2 separate regions of the Columba livia genome follow, and region 1 is linked to region 2. The links are chromatin contacts, called in public Hi-C maps. All regions are on one chromosome and are shown on one strand. Each heading gives the region's core, a stretch centred on a gene start, on an enhancer-like site or on the middle of the called end of the contact. The rest is flanking DNA. Distances are from core to core; before and after follow the strand shown. Region 1 holds the start of BABAM2 (BRISC and BRCA1 A complex member 2). Region 2 has its middle 4.5 kb from the start of TRNASTOP-UCA.

Region 1 (3,930 bases), core at 263-2,762, 110 kb after region 2:
ATGATTTTTTTCCCCCACATTTTAGAGAGACAGAAAAATGAATGTCTGGAGGTTAGAGCACTATGTTTTATATTTCAGTATAACGTCACAAGCATCTGATAGCTTGTTCACACATAATGTCAAGATCAGTTCTACAAGATCTTACTCTGACTTACAAGACAACTATTCTTCTTGGAAAGCTGCCACGGTGTTCTGCAGATTACATAAAGCATTAAATCTTTCTGACACAGGTTCTATGATTAGTTAAGGGTTTTCATAATTTCTGCAACACGTCTATGCCTAAACTGTACTTACTCCTCAGCATATTCTTCTAATCATTTATTCTACACTTTATTGACCTACAGGCTTTGATATAATTGTCTGCTGATTCAGATTGAGGAATTGTTTTTTTCACTGCAGAATTCCCAGCAGGACAAATTGATGAAGTCCAGATACATACACTTTTAAATCCTATTTTAACCAAGTCTGCATATAAAGTTTAAAAACAGATGTGTATAAAATAGTGCAAATCAAAGACCGATTTACAAGTTTACTGGGGCTGACAAGGTCAGCCAGTTTAGGTTAGCATTTGCATCATCGCCAACTCTTGCAATTTTGCTTGAATTCTTCTGATATTTGGTGTTCACTATAAAACACAGGCTGCTGGAACCAAGAGCTTTCATGAACTTCTGTACTTTAATTTTTAAAAGAAGTTTCCAAACCTTACCTATGTGCAAAAAAAAAAAAAAAAAGAAGACAGTGAGACCCAAGCACCTAATTCTAAAAGCAAAATAAATAAACAGGTATTAAAACATTAATTTAAAAAACGATTTAATGATTTAAAAATCAGCTTTTGGGTACTGAGGTACTAATTTTTTGAGGGTTTCCTGTTTCCACTTCTTGATCTCTTTGGATATGAATAGCTTGGGAGGCCTTCTCTTTCCCTCTGGTTTCAAAGAGTCACGTAAAATACCGTCTGCAAGTAAGCAACTTATAACCTAGTTTTTAACGAAGTTAAATTCAGTGTTTTTTTGCAATATTAAGCCTTCTTTCTCGCTTTTCTAGGGTAGACAAGTGCTTTGAACTGAACACGCGTTACAATTGACCACCTTTATTTATGTTCATAAAATCATTTTAAACCGCTGATCAAGAGCATCAGAGTTCACTGTGAAACGCTGCATTTCTGGCAAGGCTAAGGCCGAGACGCCCAGCACAGCTGAGAACACAAACCCGGGCCTCTCTTCTCCCCGCAGTCACAGACAGCTGATCAAAGCTCCAGCAGACAACACGTCCTAACTTCTCCCCGTTCCCACAGGCTCCTCTCGAAGTGTTCTGTGCAGGGCTGACATCACCCGGGCCCAGCCGCCCCCAGCGGCAGCTCCGCCGCTGCCGTGCCGCAGCCAGCCGCGCTCGGCTCCTCGCCTCCCTTCCCTCTGCCCGGAGCTCTGCGCCGCCAAACCTGGCGCCGGCCCCACTTCTCCTGTCCCGGCCTGGAGGGAGACGTGACACTCTCTGTTCTCGGCCCAGGGCAAGAGGGGTGGGGTGTACCCGGCCCGGCCTGCCCTTGGGAGGCACAGAGAGCCGCTGCTGTGCCCCCGGCAGCGTGACGCCCTGCGCTCCCCTGACCTCGGGGCTTCTCCGTCCAGGGGTCTGCGGGAGTACTCCCGGTACTAACCTGACCAGGTCGGTCATACAGGATCCTACAACCACCACTTCAGCGGCCATGGCGCCAGGGGAAGCGGCAGCCGCAGACCCGGCTGCCCGGCCAAGCCGCCGCCCGGGCCTTGGACCCTGGACTCGGCCTCCGCGCCAGGCCCCGCCGCCCCAGCGGCTTCGCCCGTTGCCAGGGGCGACGGGCGGGGGAGGTGGTGGCGGCGGATGGCCCGCAGGGGCCTTCGGCCGGGAGGGCTGCCCTTGGCGAACGCCTGCTGGCAAGGCCGCCCCCTCCCCTCCTCGCCCTGTCCCACGCCCCGCTCCGGTCGCGAAGAAACCGCCGCCCCACGCCTGCGCGGCGAGACCGTCTGCCCAGGCACTGCGGCGGCCGCCAATATCGAGGCCGGTGAAGACCCCCTCCGTCCCGGGGAGCGGAGGCGCGCACGCCGCGCGGTGGGGCGGGAGCGGGTGGCCGGGACTGGCGCGTGGCCGCGGCCGTTGCTAAGGGGCTGTGTTCCGGCCGCCGTAGGTATGGCGGGGCCCGGGACGGGGAGGAGCGGGCGGGAGCAGCGCCCCTACCAGCCACGGGGGAGCGGTGCGGGGGCGGCAGATCGGGCGGGCGGGCGGGCGGGCTGGCTGGCTGGCTGGCTTGCTTATGCCCCGGCACCGGCCCCTGCTCCCTCCGCCAGCCTCGAGGCTCTTGTGGCCGGGGGGGTGCCGGAGGCGGCGGGCCCGGCCTGGGAGGAGCTGGCCAGGAGGCGGCGCGGGGGCCGGTGCGGCCCAGGGCGACGGCCGGCCTTAGCACCGCCCGGCGGTGGCCTGCCCCGCTCCCGGGCGCCGCCGCCGGGGCGGCTCCGCACGGCTCAGCTCCGCACGGCTCAGCACAGCTCAGCACAGCTCAGCACAGCCCGCAGCGCCTGGGCTGGCGGCCCCGCTCCTCGCGCCGGCACGTGGCCCAGCGAGCCTCACGAGGGGCGGGCGGCGACCCGACCAACGGGGCCCGGCTCGGGGGGAGCCGGGACCGGCCCGGGGAGCTGGGGCTTCACCCGGCGCTCCGCTGGCGCACGTTACTGGTCGTGTTGCGGGCTGGCAGGTGGGGGAGCGGTTGGGCACGGTAGCAGGAGGTGGGTGTAGGTCCCCACTTCTCCCCATAGCCAGACCCCCCTTGCAGCGGCCCTCAAAGTAAAAGCCACAAAACCAAGTTGCCGACAGCCCGCCCGAGAAGGTTAGGCGGGAAAGTTTCCCTCACGCTTCAAAGCCTCTGTCACAATATTTACCTTCTTAGAGGTTCACTCCGTGCCCATAGTGTCATTCGCGATGCTGGGGGAGCAGAGTACCACAGGTCCGAACGCTAGTGCTCAAAGCGGTGCCTGGGATTTTATGGTTACCATGAAGTCTGTGAAGCATATGCTACCTTTGCCTGAACGATATCTAAAATATAAAAGGATTCAACCATTAGTTTGTTTACTTCTTTCAAATGTTTTGGTTTGGGAGGGAAACGGTCTAGTGAATTTTGTTTTTGTTAATTCCCTTGAGTTTGTTCGTGTTCTGTTTCCAGTACTGTGGGAAAATTAAGGTGGGGAAAAAGAACTGTGTATATGACAACTGAAACTTACTAAAATGGCACTGGTTTTGTTGTAGTTTGTAAAGAGCTTTGTTTACAAAATAAATTGGTGTGTTTAATTGATAGTGACCCTTTAAGTATTGTGTGTCTGGCTTCTTATGTAGAAGGTATTGTGGGTCTTAAAGAAATGGTACAATTACACCAAGAAAAATGCCTAGGAGTCATTTACATTGTGTTTCGACAATATGTCCATATTTTATTAACAAAAACATAAGGAATGTCATCCTGTAGTTAATTTTGGAAGGTGCATCTGTTCAGCTTTGATCACCACGTGTATCTTATGTCTCAATTCTACCCTTGTAACATTTGCAGTCCCCTTAAAATGTGTTATCATTGGAATAAATTCTGAGATCTCTGTGGATACCTTCGGGATTGCTAGAAATATAGCTTGTTTTTCAGCATGTTTTTTGTGGTTTAAGAAGTTCTTACCCTCCATCAGTTCAGCTACCCCTCTGCTTGAAATTGAAGATGGCAGACTGAACTGTGTGCCCTGTTTTAGCCAATCTTGTGCAAAGAATAATTTAAGTTTAAACTATTTTTTATTAGCTGCAAGCTAAGCCATTGGACTTTACATTGTAATAGGTCAGGTATGGGCTTGTGTTCTCTCAGTTGCTCTGGTGAAGAATGAAGGTGAGTAGGCAGTAATTTTTGGTAGAAAAGTAACAAACAGGCAG
Region 2 (4,435 bases), core at 381-2,880:
AGGAGGGGTAGTTAAGGCTCCTGTGTTTTTGCCCTGGCTCTGCTACAAATCTCCTTTGTCACTAAAAGCAAGTTGCCTATCTGCTTGGTGCCTCAGCCCCCCCACTATAAACAGGGATACAGATACTTTCCAACCCTGTGTGATGATCAATGCGTTTGTGTTTGTAACGTGAGCTGATCTCCAGAGATGAAAGAAGTAATCTAAAGTGAAAATTGCCATGATAGCTCTATGCTGAGACTAACAGAGTCAAGCAGGACAGTCTGGGAGCCAGAGACTAGACTTGATCATCTCTTGCCCAGAGGCAAATGTTAAGTGAGCTATGTCACTGTGCTATCCAGATGACTGCAGGTCTGCAAGAGGAGACAAAGAAGAGCCAGAGCCACACTGACTGGTACAAACATGCTTACGGTGTCCAGCTGAGAATGAGTAACAGCTGCTTGCTCATCATCCTGATTTCTGTCACTACTAGTGTTTCTGAATGCTGAAGTGTCCCAATGCTGTGACTCAGGGCTGTGAGTCATTGGCTGTATGTCTCTACCGCGTGGAATCACTCACTTGCTCTCTCCGATGAGATTGCAGAAATCACAGATTATCTTGGGTCTCCTACAGTGGTAAGTCTTAAAAATATAGGCAGATATTTACAAACATATCCAGAACAAAGTCATTCTGTCTCCAATGACTGTCTGTCGGGGATTTGTATTAAAGAACAATTTCACATACACACCTCCACCCAATAAATCTAGAAAAGGTAGATTTTTTTTTTTTTCCTTTCATGGACATTTAATTCCTATATCCCCAAAGCTCTAGTAAATCTGCACTAAATAGGATGCAGGGATGCAGCACAGGTAGCATTCAACCTTTTGCCTCCCCTGCTTTTACCAGTTACATGTTTAGATCTGAAGTGCTGACAGCAGGGTGACACACTGCTTTTTTGGCATCATATATGCCTTATCCTTCTGCAGGCTCTCCAGCCTTCCTGGTCAGGAAGCTTTGATCTAGCAGCATTCTCCTAACCTCAGTGCTAGGCTGCAATTAGTTGCTCACAGGGCTGCAGCAGGAGGCCTCTCTGAGCTGGCTGGCAAGACCTCTGAGAAGACACCAGGTACTCCTGAGGAATCACCAAGCCTTGAGTTGACCACATGCAATGTGGCGGCCAATTTTCCCATCTACAGACTGCAGCAGCAACCAGCTGCACTCTCAGAAGCTCACCTCCAGTTTATATAAATTCTTTGTTGATACAGGTGCAGCTGAAGTGGCCACTACATTCTCTTGAGATGAGGGAGCAGGGGCTCACCTCAGCGCTGAGGTGCAAAGCCCTGCGTGATCTCAGCGGCTGGGAACCTCCTGCACTGCCTGCCTGTACAGCACCTCACCAGTGCAGCGGAGGTCCCACGCTGACAAGAGTGGAATCGCCGATACTCCTCTAGCAGCACCGCGGTTTGTGTTGGCAAAAGAGTGTTTCTGTTGGCATATGCCTCTTCCCTGAATTGATTAAGTCATGCCTGGTTTTGCAAATATCTCTGCAGCAAGGTGTTTTGTTGGTGTACAGCTGTGGTTAGGAATTACTCTCTGTTCTCACAGCCAGTTTGAATCCTTCCCCGAAAATGAGATAAAAGACCAGGATGGGACCAGGACGGCAACATCTCTGAGTGAGCTTTCTGTGTGCCGAGACAAAGCGAGTGCACTTCTATGTCTGAACTAATGCAGACAGCCCCCAAGATCTGTCCCAGGAAAGCAAACACAATGCTCCGAGCACAGGGACTCCCGAGTGATAGGAAGTGACCTCAGCACACCAATTCCTCTATTCCCGTAACTCTCTGTGGGTTTGCCAATAATCCTTATCGTCCTTGCTGAGAAAGGAGTGCCTTTGCTAACTGATTACATCCTCCTTCCCTTACTGTGGTCAGCCAGTTGCTGCATGCCAGAAGCAGCTGGTACGATTGATAGATAAGCACACATCTCAATATATTTTCCTCTGTCTGCTGTAACCACATGCATCCCGATAGCCACCAGAACAGCAGTTCTAGAAAGGAGTGAAACAACACAGAGCACTTTTGTTACCAGTGCTAGTGTTCTAGAAACAGCAGTCCAGGGAATCTCAGCTTTTCCTGTGTTTCTGCACAAAATATCACAGGGCTCTATGAAGGAAGGCAGGATGCTTGCAACCCTCCCTACCACCCCGCAACGACAGCACGTCCCCCAGCCCAACAACCCCTGCAGACAAGCCAATTCATCTGCCAAACCCAGAAGAAGGAGGGTTGGAGACCCTGAGATTTCAGGAGCCCAAGATGCCACCTCTCAGCTAGCAACCCTCTCAATGCAACAGCACAGTTAACCAATAAAAATCTTCAGGACCACCTCTACTCCAAGCGCATCACCCTCTTGTAAGCAGCATTTCATAAAAGGCATCTTGGGCCAAATTTCTCTTTGATTTGAGTCACAGGAGTGACACCAGAGGTTGAGTTAGCCCACTTTGTGAAGTGACTAAGAAGATGGCCTTTTTTTTTTTTTGTACCAGTTCCTGGAATCTGTTTCGTAGACATGGCCTTTCCCTTGCTGTCAGCTCACCCCGTGAGGTGGCTAGGGATGTTCAAATGGCATCTTCTTTGACCTTTCTGGTACTGAAATGATTGTTGTTGCGTTTTGGAGGCTTCTGAGAAGCTCCCACAAGCCTCTGTCCCCTCATCTCCCGAACTGCATCTGCAGCATCCAACCACAGTCCCTGCGGAGGGCAGCGTGGCTCTCACAGTGACGACACCGCACCCTTAATTTGTTCCAGCCTGTTTCACACTGACATTTTAGCACTGACGTCATCAGCTGCTAAAATTTCATTGCTGCTGCTAAGAATAAGAGCCCTTCTGATCCCCCACCTTGCACCAAATAATTATTTATTAATACACTAGGGATCTAGGCTTATCCTTTCTGACACAAATCTTGTTCTGGTGGTTAAAAGAAGTAAGAACAAAAAGAACAAAGCACCAAGGATGATTATGTGTTCTGTCAACCTGGCTGGGACCAAAAAAAACCCACAAACAAACAAACAAAAAACCAACCAAACAAAAACAAACAAACAAACAAACAAACCCCAGTGTATTGTTAAGTAGTATGAGTGCTATAAAAATGAACAGGAAAAGTTCAGACTGATTTGTTTTAATGCTTCCTCAACTGACAGTCTTAGGCAGTGTGAATTGCTTAAATAGCCTAGGCTACAGTTTGCCCCAGGAGTCCCTTACAAAGCCTCTTCCAAATTCTGCAAGGCTTTGTACCTTGAATATTTGCTTATACTGGTGCAGCGTGGGCGTAACATACTGCCAAATCCAAATTCCCTATTGACTCTGGGGCCCGAACCAAATCCCATCGATTTCTGTGGGAGGATTTCTAATAACTTGAATGGGCATCGAATCAAACCTAAATTGGCAGTGCTCTGCACCCATTTGGCATAGTGTAGTTGTCTGCATAAGGTGGAGAATCAGGTCCAAAGACACTGAGAAATGCTTTAATTAAGAGCATTACTGAGGAAAGCAAGCTTTTTCATTATTAAGCTGATAAACCGAATTTGTTCTATACTTTTAATGGCAAAGGGTCAGATTTTCAAAGACACTTGGTCTGAAGACGAAGCCAAGTGCTTACAGGATTTCCAAGAAATATTTAAAGGCAAATCAGGTGCTGAGGATCCTTTCAAATCAACAGGTCCGTTAACTTATTTACATGCTTTTGAAAATCCTAGAAGGATTTGCATTTCTGTTAGACGTATGAATCTAATTATAAGTCCTATGATGGCCCTTACCTGCAGCCAGCAGCCAGCTCTACCCACTTATTTCTGATCAGTGCCTGGGCCCTCACAAGCACATTGAGTAGAAGCTGAGAGAAATTGGTCCCAGGAGTGGTAACTGCACAAAGTATTGCCTATAAGCACCCGTCACCTATAGCCCCTCCTCACAGGAGGAGACCAGCACCACTGTCAGGCGCATCAATTCATCTGCAATCCTTCCTGGTCAAAAGTGACAAAAGGCGTTTAAAAACCAGACACACAGTGGTCCTGGAAATGTTGTTTTCAACCATGGCTGGGGAAGTCAGTGGCTAGCAGAGTTCCGCTCCAGAAGCAGACCTGAACCTAGACGGACTCGCATCTGGTCAAGGAGATAATTCTCAAAACTTCTTTGTTACCACTTCCCTGTCAACTCTGAGGTCCGGCATCATTTCCTATGTTGCTGCTGACACCCTCGGGCACCTTTCTCCACTGCTTGATCTTTAGAAACTGCCACATTCATTATCTCTGTATGTTCCTTTCCTGCAGAACAAGAGAAGTTTTAGTAGCCGGCCTTCTGATTGATTTTTTTGGTTCCTTGGCTGGAGTATTTTGCCTGGCTGTTATTTTTCATTCGGACTTGAGTGCTTGGCCTAGTCTTTTTCTGGAAAGCACAGGGAGATTGAT

The links. Hi-C and Micro-C count contacts between places; a contact is called where the count stands out from the background.
Region 1: a contact with region 2 is called in a Hi-C map of crop, with 4 times the contacts expected there. The contact joins the promoter of BABAM2 here to the enhancer-like site in region 2. A contact is called at or near these places in 2 of 2 Hi-C or Micro-C datasets (crop and liver).

Annotation. Positions count from the first base shown.
Region 1 is chr3:90,905,881-90,909,810 of bColLiv1.pat.W.v2, forward strand. It overlaps BABAM2 (BRISC and BRCA1 A complex member 2), which reads left to right and starts at 1,513. Exons shown (of 12, transcript XM_065058171.1): 1 at 1,513-1,662. It overlaps RBKS (ribokinase), which reads right to left and starts at 3,112. Exons shown (of 8, transcript XM_021289484.2): 1 at 2,910-3,112. The coding sequence starts at 2,944.
Region 2 is chr3:90,795,526-90,799,960 of bColLiv1.pat.W.v2, forward strand. No RefSeq gene overlaps it. Among named protein-coding and RNA genes, the nearest start is that of TRNASTOP-UCA, 4.5 kb to the right of the region's middle. Within about 2 kb of position 1,631, at least 1 of the 3 cell types and tissues checked has an H3K27ac peak away from gene starts, as active enhancers do.